2 separate regions of the Lactuca sativa genome follow, and region 2 is linked to region 1. A link is a contact called in public Hi-C data. All regions are on one chromosome and are shown on one strand. The core of a region is the stretch at or near the end of the contact, and the rest is flanking DNA. Distances in the headings are between cores, read along the strand shown.

The links. Hi-C and Micro-C count contacts between places; a contact is called where the count stands out from the background.
Region 2: a Hi-C map of leaf shows a contact between it and region 1, with 2.3 times the contacts expected there. The contact joins the promoter of LOC111879667 here to the promoter of LOC111879646 in region 1. A contact is called at or near these places in 2 of 4 Hi-C or Micro-C datasets (both in leaf).

The regions. Positions count from the first base shown.
Region 1 is chr6:191,725,038-191,731,015 of Lsat_Salinas_v11, forward strand. LOC111879646 (aquaporin SIP1-1) reads left to right here and starts at 2,732. Exons shown (of 3, transcript XM_023876106.2): 1 at 2,732-2,983; 2 at 3,187-3,459. The coding sequence starts at 2,825.
Region 2 is chr6:192,267,751-192,273,728 of Lsat_Salinas_v11, forward strand. It overlaps LOC111879667 (amino acid permease 3), which reads left to right and starts at 2,663. Exons shown (of 7, transcript XM_042895985.2): 1 at 2,663-2,813.

The sequences.
Region 1 (5,978 bases), core at 1,482-3,981:
GCCACTTGATCGAGAAAATACTAGAAGTCAGAGAAATATCAAGGTTTTAGACGAGCTCGATGAAGAACTACTTCTGTAAAAGCTTTAGATGAGATCGATGAAGAACTTCTTCTATAAAATCTACCTTCATATTACTACCAAAAGTTTCATAAAAAATCTTCAAATTTGAAAAGTCACAATCCAATTTCGAACGGCCATACAAAATTCTCCCCCGATTTAAAGTAAAAATTGTGATTATAAAGCCTTCAAATGGTCATGAGAATGATCTTGAATGGATAAACAAATACTATGCTCCCCTGCAACAAAATGAAATAAACATTTAAATTTGAAATCTGAAAGAGTCGAAAAAATTTGACGTTATCGCGAAAAACGACTTTCCGAACCGCTAAGACTTGATGGAATCCATAATTTTATGTTCACGAAAAAATATGCACATTAAAAAATCTAAAACTGTTCACCAACCCTTACATTTGCAAACTTTTCGAAATGAGGGTTGAAATTGTCACTTTGCTGAAAGACATGGGACTAATTAATAATTCTGCATCATACTCCCCTTTATTTGTAACAATTTCTGGAAATGGACCAAAACTGCCAAGCTGTGAAAATAACAGGGATCAAAATTGAAACTTTGAGTTATCTTCCCCATTTAGCGTCTGATACAGCTCAACTAATAATATTTCTCAAAAACATAATTGTCTCAAGTGTTTAACACAGTCCATATAAAAATGTCACTATCCTAGAATCATCCACAAAATCACGTATAAGTGTGTAGAATTAAGTCGGTGCCTTCCTGTGATCCTAAGAGGTACCTGAAACACATAACATATAACACGGTAACACGAAGCTTAGTGAGTTCCCCAAAATACCACACACATCACATTAGCCACTCGAGGCTAACTTAATACGACCCTCCGGTCAATGTGTCTCAGTGGAGACCCTCCGGTCCCACAACTCGGGTTGACCCTCCGATCCTAACTCAGTAAGATCATAATAATAATACTCAACATAAATCACAAGACATAATGCAACATATCACAATACACAAGTAAGAACATTAGGCACCTCAGTTGCACAAAGATACCACTCATGGTGAGTATAGTGAGAAGACTCACCTCGTAAGGAAGCAAGTAATAACCTCGTACACAAATCTCGAACTAGCCTCCGCCTAACACATAGGATAATTATCTCTAATTAATACTCTATTCACACTCTAAATAAACCAAATGTTATTCTCTCTATCTAACTCTTGGGATGAGTAAAAGACCATTTTACCCCTCCATTGTCCCCATCATCCCTGTCCTGACCAACCCTAAAGTCAACATAAATCAATATTCAAGTCAATAGTCCATGTTGACCTGACTCGTCGAGTGCATGTATGTGACTCGCCAAGTCCCCATTGTTCCTCACAACATCGCGAAAACCCAACTCAACTCGTCGAGTTGTCTCATCAACTCGCCGAGTCACCCATGTCCAAACTCACCAGGGAAAACCCTATCCGACTCGTCGAGTCAGCTCTTTGACTCGCCGAGTCCTTCAAGTCATATTCTTATTCAGACGTTTTAAGGCAGATCTACCACTCCAAAATCTAGATCTATCCTCCCAAGGGTCGAATGTCACGTAAAACTTCGATGTTTACGCTCATGTATGTCATATTTGCTCCATAATGCCAATACAAGCTCTAACTAGGGTGCTTAAGCACAATAACTCTTTTATGGCTGAAGAATGTTGGGACCTTTGGACTATATGGACCTCACAAGGTCCAGATCTGATGTCTCAATGCTTGGCAAGCACAAGTCATACCAAATCTCAAGGAAAAATATGGAACCCCCCCTTCCCAAAAAAAAAGTTCCTCATTAACAAGATCTAATCAACATGATGAGCATGGTGATGACTTTTACCTTCCAACAGGAGCTCAAGTGAATGAATACTGGATCTCCCAGCCTTTCCTCGTTCTTTGCTTGAATCTCACTTGTTTCCTTCCAATGATACACCAAAACACTTAAATATTAGCTCAAACACTCTCTCTTAGCTCAATGGCCGATTAGGGTTTCACATAGGGGAGTTGGGTAGCTGGTGAGGCGAAAATGAGGACATAAGTTCCTTTAAATAGGTCTCCCGAGAATTTAGGGTTTCCTCACATAGCGTCAACTCGGCGATTCAGCTCTCTGAATCGCCGAGTCGATCGTTAACCCACGTGACCAAATCGAACTCTACTCGACGAGTTAGACTCATAACTCGTCGAGTCACTCATGAAATCCCAATAATAAATAAAAGAAATATCTGTGAGTCGGGATGTTACAATATAAACTCAAAATTGACCAAATTATAGTCTAAAATCATGTATAAACTCTAAATTACAGTCTGGAAAAAACCGTATGTCAATCCGACTTTAAACGAATGCGATATGCATGTTTTAATATTTTAAACCTGTACTGCCTTCAATATATATATATATATATATATATATATATATATATAGGTTCAGGTGTTTAAACTAAGTATTGTGTTATTGTATACATAACTGTGGGCCTATCAAAATTAAATAAATATTTAAATAATTAAATAAATAAACAAGGGTATTTTAGTAATTTGATTAATAGCTTCCACAAATAATCCTTGTAATCACCCTAGCATTCAGTTTTAACCTAATTTCTTTTCTTATATACACCTTCATCGATTACCGCCTCATTCAATTACCGGTGTTGGATGACTTCGAAGAGGCGGCGTCGACACCAGTAGTCAGCAGACGCAGCACAACACAACAGGGCGCATGCGGCAGTAAACCTTCAGTTTTCTCACTGTCTTCTCTTCTATTCTTATTTCGATGGGTGCCGGAGGGCTGGCTTCCATCATGTTTGGATTGATTGCCGATGCCTTCGGTGGCGCTAGCTTCAATGCGATCGGTATAATTGCGTTTAGTATCGCCGGTACTGGTGGCGACGATGATACACTCATGTCCACCGCCGTTTGCTTTCCTGCTCAGGTAATTTAACCAAAAATTAATTTTCATAGTCGTGATTTTTGACGAATTAAGTGTTTCCAATTCCCTAAATTGTTAGGTTATAGTTGAAATTACGAAAACAGATCGTTACATTCAACTATGAATAGTGCAAAATTGGATAAGTATTTGTTGATTATTGGTGTTAAACATGTAAAAAAAGTGTTTGGTTTCTGAATTGTTGACAGACGATTGGTGCAGCTGGTGGTGTGATGCCTCTTTTGGAGTTGATGCCATTAGAGTACAAACATCTGCTAGAAGGACCTACTCTAAAAGTAGATTTGCATGCTGGAGCCATTGGTGAAGGAGTTTTGACTTTCGTTATCACTTTTGTTGTTCTCTTGATCATCATCAAGGGTCCTAACAGCTTGTTCTTGAATAATTGGATGCTTTCCATGGCAACTATGGTGGTGATTCTTGTTGGTTCAAGCTACACAGGTCCTTCAATGAATCCTGTAAATGTAAGTATTACAAAACTCTTTCAGTTTATAGTTAACCGAGTTCCTTGATCCCCATATCTGATCTTTGGCAAGATTTATAATTCTTTTCACCACTTGTATTTTGGATTGCAACATGAAAAAAAGAAGAATTCATACATAACTATGATTTGAAGCTGCCCGCAAAATATATTTATAGGTATGTAATCCTTTGGTATGCAGTAATCAACGAGGGAATGGAATTGAGCATTACAACGGAATGGAATGTGATTCTGGACATTTTTTTTTCTTATTGTTACTTTTTGTAAATAATGTAGTGATCATCAAGCTTCGGATTAGGGGGGATGCAACAAAGTGAACAACTCTCTTCCTTCACTTTTTTTAAAAAAATTGAAAATTAATTTACATTTGTTATATTGTTTTATTAGTGTTGATTACCATTATTTTTAATGATCAAGTGTTGAATACTATTATTTTTGTAGGTACGAAACGAGAGATATCAAAGCAAAATATGGTACATATGAAGCTTACAACATTCTACTGGAATAGAATCTTGAATTCTGATTCTGCCAGAATAAAATTGTGAATATGAACATTGTATGGAATGAAGATAAACAATGACCACAAATCTTCCAAAAAGAAGGGATTATTCTACCAGAATAATATACAATATAATGAAAAAAATAAATGTAATAGTATATTCTGGAAGAATGATTTATATATTGTGTTCTTTTTGTTATTAATAAGTGTAACATTCTCATAAAATAGTATATAATTTTGATTTTTCTTTTTCTAAAAATGTAATGAATTTTTTTTTTAACTTGTATCCAAAATTTTGCTATTCTTCAAGAAGTTTATTAAATCAAAATATATATTATGTCAGAATGTGTATTCTTGTATGGTTTAATCATATTTATTATTTTTTAATATGTTGATAAAAATATTTCGTCAGAATTTTCGAATTAGGAGAATTATCATACATACAATCAGATTTAAAAATTAATAGAATCCATTTTCTTTAAAATATGCAATTTTCATTTTTTAAACTTATGTTAATTGACTAAAGTACCCTTAGAATAAAAACAGAAGGTATTTTTTAATTATATTTAATTGAATAATATGTATTATTCACTATCCAAAAATAAATAAAATGATTGGCCCACAGTTATGTATACAATAACACAATAATTAGTTTAAATAGAATAACCTAAGCATATATATATATATATATATATATATATATATATATATATATATATATATATGAGAAATTTATTTATATATTTTTATATCTTTAAATATTTTTAAAGTTCTTTGTTATTTAAATGTATTTATACGTTGTTAAGAAAAGAATTGGATGATGAAATAATATATCAGTATAACGAACATACCAAGTCATGCTTAAGTATGGTGGACTAGAAATGTATGGTTGATAGACGAACATTCTTAGCATGCCTAAGTGTAATGGAAAAACGACATAATTTTCGTATCATCTTCACATAAGCCCACATAGTTTTCGTATCATCAAAAACTTATCTTTACATGCATGTATTCATAGATTTTTCTTTTGGAATCAATATGAATACATGCATGTAAAGATAAGTTTTTGATGATATAGAGATTATGTGGGTTTGTGTGAAGATGGTGATGAAGATTGATGTGAAGACACTCCTGACCTTAAGTGTTTTGAAGATCGATCTCCGATATTCTCTTTACTAAAGAGACATACTTTTAGTTACTTTATTTGATCAAATCTTTTGTATAGATCGTGTCGGCTACGCATGTTGAGTATACTCGTCTGTCCACCATAGTTAAGCAGTCTTAGTATGGCTGTCTGTCCACCATACTTAGGCATGGTGGGTATGGTTGTCTATCTACCATACATTTCTAGTCCAACATACTTAAGCATGACCTAGTCTGTTCGTTGTGTATATATATATATATATATATATATATATATATATATATATATATATATATATATATATATATATATATACTCTATCATAATTCAGTTCTTTTCTTAATAATGCATAAATACATTTCAATGAAAAAAGAATTTTAAATACGTTTTTAAGGTATAAAAGTATATAAATACATGTTTTATATGTATATATTATACTTATACGTATTTTTTATGTATAAATACACATATATATATATATATATAATATTTATACGTATTTATTTAATAATATTAATAATAACAAATTTAAAAATAATATATTTGTTTGAGTTTTCAATAAAATAATAAAATTAATAATAAAAATAAAAATAAAGGTTTTTACAGACTAGTTTTAGTATTTTGGCTCACTTTGCTAAATAGTCCAAATATTTTGGACCGGTTTACGAAATAGTCTCAAATTAATTTGGTACCGGCTGAAACGGGAAAAAAGTGCCAGAATGCAATCTTTTACTGTTTTTAAGATTTTTTTCGTAAAACAATAATAATCTATGACTATTTCGCAAATTATGCCAAAACATTAGGATTTTTTTTGAAAACTTGTCTTTAAAAATGACTAATTTTTCGATGTTAAGTTTGT
Region 2 (5,978 bases), core at 1,413-3,912, 540 kb after region 1:
TCACAAGCTGACTGTAGAATCCCGTGAATAAACCTCTCGTTGCTAGCTAGCAGATCCCTGAACTGCTGATCACTCGACTCCCCGAGCTATCATTACCAACATAATACTTAGTCAAGAACTGATAATCCTTCTTAGGTTAAAATAACCATTTTACCCCTGGTCAAAGTCAAAGTCAACACTTGTCAAAGTTAAAGTCAACACTCGGAGTTGACTCAACTTGCCGAATTGTTCCATCAACTCGCCGAGTTCTATAAATCAGAACCCTGAACTCGCGATCCAACTCGTCGAGTCACCTTCCTGACTCGTCGAGTTCTCTAGCTACTCATAGTCATGATTTGTCGAATCAACTCGTCGAGTCCCTTCACAAGCTCGTCGAGTTCTACCCTAACTGAAACCAGGGCAACACGATTCAACTCGTCGAGTCCTCTGTGGACTCGACGAGTCCCAAAGTCTGTTTGGGCCAACTTAACAGATTAAGCCCATATTCTCCATATTAAAACTCCATACTTCTTCTACATATAGAAAATGCCTTCTCTAGGGTAAAGTTACCAACTTTACCTGCTACTAGTCCTTCTTAATGGGTTTAGCTAAAACCTTAGTTCTTTAGGACATAGATCTTGTCCAAAACGCCATAATACTCTGAGCTAAACCATAATAACATAGATCTAGACCTTAAACCTTATTTGGACCGTAAAGTCTTAGGCTTTCCTTCCATGCATGGCCTTTTGGGGATTAAAAGGCCATAACAACACTTTAAAGCTTGCATGGGGCTCCCATGGCCATAAAGTGTGTACCTTTATGCCATGGAACCCCTTCTAGATCCCATATCTGAAAGAAAAGTCTCTTAGGATGTTTATTCCCCAAGGGCTAAGCTTCTTGTACCAAAACCCTCATAAAGTGAACATAAGGAGATCTAAGAGATTACTAGGCAAGTTAGAGGCTTTACTACCAGAAAAGGATGATGATAAGATGTTGCTTCTGGATCTACAATCTCCTCTTGGATTCCTCAAGCTTATTCTTCTTCTACAACCTTCAAATCACACAAGGTTCACTCATAAATGGATCACAAGCATTAGGGCTTCGAGATCTAGGGTTTGGATAATGGAGGCTGGAAATGAGGCCCTGAAGTGAAGATTAAGATGCTTAAATAGGGTGCAAAACTCCGAGTCTACGGTTTTCCTAAACCCAGACCAACTCGCCGATTTGGACCTCCCAAACTCGTCGAGTAGGTCTCTCTACCCGCGTCCAAAAACAAGTTCCTACTCGTCGAGTTATTCCCCATGGACTCGATGAGTAGACCTCCAGTTTGCTTATTATCATTCCTTAATTAGCCTTCTGACTTCTGGGTGTTATATATATATATATATATATATATATATATATATATATATATATATGTGTGTGTGTGTGTGTGTGTGTGTGTGTGTGTGTGTGTGTAAAACGTGTTTTTATAAAAACGTGTTTGTATACATAAATATATACAAATACGTTTACTTTGAAATAAGTTTTTTTTATACTTTTTTTTTCTTTCTAAAAACGTGTTTGTATTCATTTTTATAAAATACATTTTTTATACATTTTTTTTTATGAAAACGTGTTTGTATACAAATGCATTTATTATAAAATAGGTTTTTTGTTACATATTTTTATAAGATACGTGTTTGTATACATTTGTTTTTATAAAAATATATTTGTATATATTTATGTATTTATATGCATACATAATGTTTTTTATGTATTTAATAAATACATATTTTTATAAAAGGTTTTTAAGGTATATATTGGTATAATAACGTATTTTACATAAGTGTAGTTCATGCATTTTCACATAACTATGTTTTTTAAAAATAGGTATTTAAAATAAAAAAAAATACTTTTATAAATAGATATTTTGCATACAAAAATATTTAAAAAAAAATTTATATGTATTTTGCATACAAAAGGTTTTTTTAATATATAGAAAAATAAGGTTTTTTATGTGAAAAATATGGTTTTTTGTATAAATATGATTTTATATAACAAACAAAACATATTTGATTTTTTTTCTTGAGAAAAATGTAAAAACCTTTGTTTATGATGAAATCATAACAAAATTTTGAAATCTTGCCTAAAAGTATAAAATTTTTACCAAATTTGTAATAAAATTTAAATTATGGGCCAAAAGTATAATTTTTAAAATTGTGATTACCTGATAAGAATGTCAAATTGAATACATTTTCAGATTTTGAGACTTAATTTAATAAAAAAAAATATATATATAAAGACTAAATCGACTATGATGTCAAAACATAAGAACTTTTATAGAGTTTTCCCTTTATAAATAAGCTATATTAATTTTATTAAAGTAAAGAAAAAAAATTAATGATCAAAAAGATTGATGAGATTGAATTGATGATGGAGTTTATTTAAATTTTTTAGGTTTTTTTTAAGATGTCCTAATAGATACCTTCTGCCTTAATTATTTTAAAATGGTAATGTACAAATCTCAAAATTATGCCATCACCTAAACTCCTAAAGAATATCATAAATGGATAAAAGGTTGAGATAATTGTTTTTATATCTACCAGATAAAGTTTCAAAATGTTCTAAAATATATATAAAGTGGGTTTATGTCTAAATTCCACAAACATAACCCTTTTTAGGTTATAAAAATGCATAGTAGTCTATATTGGATTCTCAAGATTAGTATTTATAGCGGCTGAAGGGTAGATAACATTTGTGAAACACACATTAGTGTTGAGGTGCATTTGAGTGTTTTGCTCTCTTGCTCCCATCCTTGTGTTTCCCTTTGCAAGTAGCCTACCAAATTCAAGGTATGTATCTTCTTTTCAGATTATTTTGATTTTATTTCATATGGTTATATACAAAATCACATGTTAATCATATTTAAGATGTAGACATAACTTCATCTATCCCTAACGTAGAGCCGATTTCATTATTCACGTTCATTATGTGCTATATGATCATTTTATTTTTCCATATTATTTGTCTTAACGGTTGATGATGAAATTCTGTAATTGGAATTTCGTTTGAAGTTTGACAATAAACTTCCATGTTTTAGGAAATTATTATCTAAATACTCATGTTGGTAGTAAAACTAATGAGTGGAAAACCATTAAATATGACATTTTCTAATGATTAGCAGCACCCTTAATTAACTTCAAATATGATATGACAAATCTCTTTTTCAAAAACTTTTCTTTTATTTTGTCCTTTCTAACAACCTTAATATTTTAAAGAAAAAAATAAAATTGACTCAAGTGAAACATTTTTGTGGTGCAAGGTTTGAGTCATTTCTTTTTAAATACGGGTCATAAACCTAGATGACCTCTTTTCGAGCCACTTCGACCAATCTTATCCAAATCAGCCACCAAATCCAAATCGTCCCATAACTTGATTTACGAATTTGGTTCAAATTTTAATCTATATTTTTTTCAATTTTTGGTCCAATTTTGTTTTTATATGTTCTCAAAGCCTATTTTCTTAGAAAAGTATTTCTTTTCTAACTTTAAAGTTTAAACCTTACTTTTTAATAACAAAAAACGTTCTTACAACTTTTTTTTAACGAACCAATTTTTTTTCTCCATTTTTTATTTAAGATTTTTGTGAAATTCATTTTATAAGTTTTTTTTTATATATAAATTTAAAATTACTTTTCTAAGAAATACTTTTTTATTATTTTTTTACAATTGTTTTTTTACAAAATCATTTTTAAAATATTTAGTTTTCTTTACATACTTATTAATTACTATTTTATTTTACATCTTTGTTTATTATTGATTTTAGAATTGTTATATAGTAGAATTAATATTTTTTAACTATTTTTTATTATAATTAACTAAAGTTATTTAATTTGATATTCAATCAATATATCTATTACGTAACTCTCGGTATAATAATAGTTTCATTCCGACGTCATACATGACACATTTTTATATAAAACTTTATATATTTTTTTATCTTATAAATATATTATTTTCGTAATTATAATTTTGAAAGTTCATATTACTGAAATATAGAAGTTCATATTACTGAAATATAGAATTTATGGGCATTCAAATTTAAGATATAATTTTGGAACACATTTAATTTCCAAAACACATAAAAGAAAAAAAGAATGGATAAATATTGATTACACTTATGGCCTTTATTTGATTATTTTGTTATATTTGGTATAATATTTAAAAACAAAGCAACAAACAATGTGTCAAACATTATTAGGCACCATTTGGTATATGGAAATGGAAAGAAATGGATGCTTTGTTTATTTGGAATTTATAAAGTTTTTTTTATTTATCTTATTAATGAAGTTGATCATTTTTAAGGAATATAATTATTTTCTTTTCTTAATTTTCAGTCACTTGAAAAATGCTTTTTTATTCGTTGTCTCATTGAGTTGAGTCAACAACTATAGTATAACGTACTATTATTTATTTAATCTTTAATGGCTTCATTTGTTTACAATTTTACGATTGTAAAATTGAATCACAGTTTTATCTTTAAAATAAAAAACTACAAATCATATTTAGATTGATATGAGCTATTATTACGTTTTATTTTTTAATTGAGAAATAAAGTTCGTTAGTTAATATACATTAAATGCCATTTAATAAATATTTATTTTGTGGAAAATATTGTCAAAGAGTTATAAGTTATACTAATATTTATGTTTGACGTACTAGGTGAAAAACTAACTGTTAAATAAAAAACTAGTTAATAGCTGAAAAACTAATTGTTAAATAAAAAACTAGTTAATAGCTGAAAAACTAACTGTTAAATAAAAAATTAGTTAATAACTGAAAAGTTAACTGATAAAAAATAAGTTTGTTAAACAAACTAATTGTTTTTATAATTAATTATGGGTATATTTGAAAATTAAAAAAATTAAAAATTAAAAAAATAAAAAAACTCCTAAAAAATTATTCTAAATAACTTTTCAAAAAGCTAGTTTTTAAGCTATTTTTAAATTTCCCCAAACACATCAACATTTTAATAAATAAATAAATAAATAAAACTAACTTATCAGCTAACTGTGACATACCAAATACAGTCTTAAATGAGATCTCTTTCATTATTATTTAATTATATTTTATATGTTTGTTTTTCATCTAAAAATATAAAATTAGTAATTATTTAGTATCAACAAAGTACTTAAAGATGACAATAAAATTGTATCATGTAATCCATTACGCTGCTATGGATTCAATTGTTATACAACTATCTCCAACCAAAATAAATAAATAAAATAAAACGTATATTGAAATTTTATAATTTCTTTAAACGTATAGCTATAAGCAATCACAAATATATTCGTGCATAGATCGACTTATATGCACAAATTGAAAAATATACTTTTATCAGATTTGGAAATAGTTTTATTTCAACTCTAAATAATTGAATTAGGTAGATGTTAACTTCAAATATTTACAAGAATCATCTTAGTTTGGACTAAAATTTAATGGTGCATATTAGGAGAAACTTAAAAGCAAAAAACTTAACACACCCAAACAAAATGCTCAAAGTCAAAAGAATATATCATTTATGCAATACAATACAAAAATTTGAACTACCAAACAAACATATAAAACCTAACTTAATGATATAAATAAAAAAAAAAAAACATATATTGTAAACTTATATCATTCATGGTAGTTGATAAATAACAAATAAACAATCCAAAATACAACTTTGTAGGCTAAGGGTGTCATGAGTAGTAGAATATTTAGTTTGCTTTTTCAATTTTATAAAATCTTTATAAATGTTATAATAATAGAATAAAGTTTATTTCTAATAAAAAATAAAATAAAAACGTAAAAAATGAAAAACACAAGTCGGCTACTAAAGTCTAATTCTAGTGTTTTTCTTTATTGATTTTAAATCGTTTTGTGACATTATTTGGACACGTGATGCCCTTTACCTTCTCTCTCATCTCCCCATAACCACAGTTTATATAAACCCCTCAATCCCACCTCCATTTA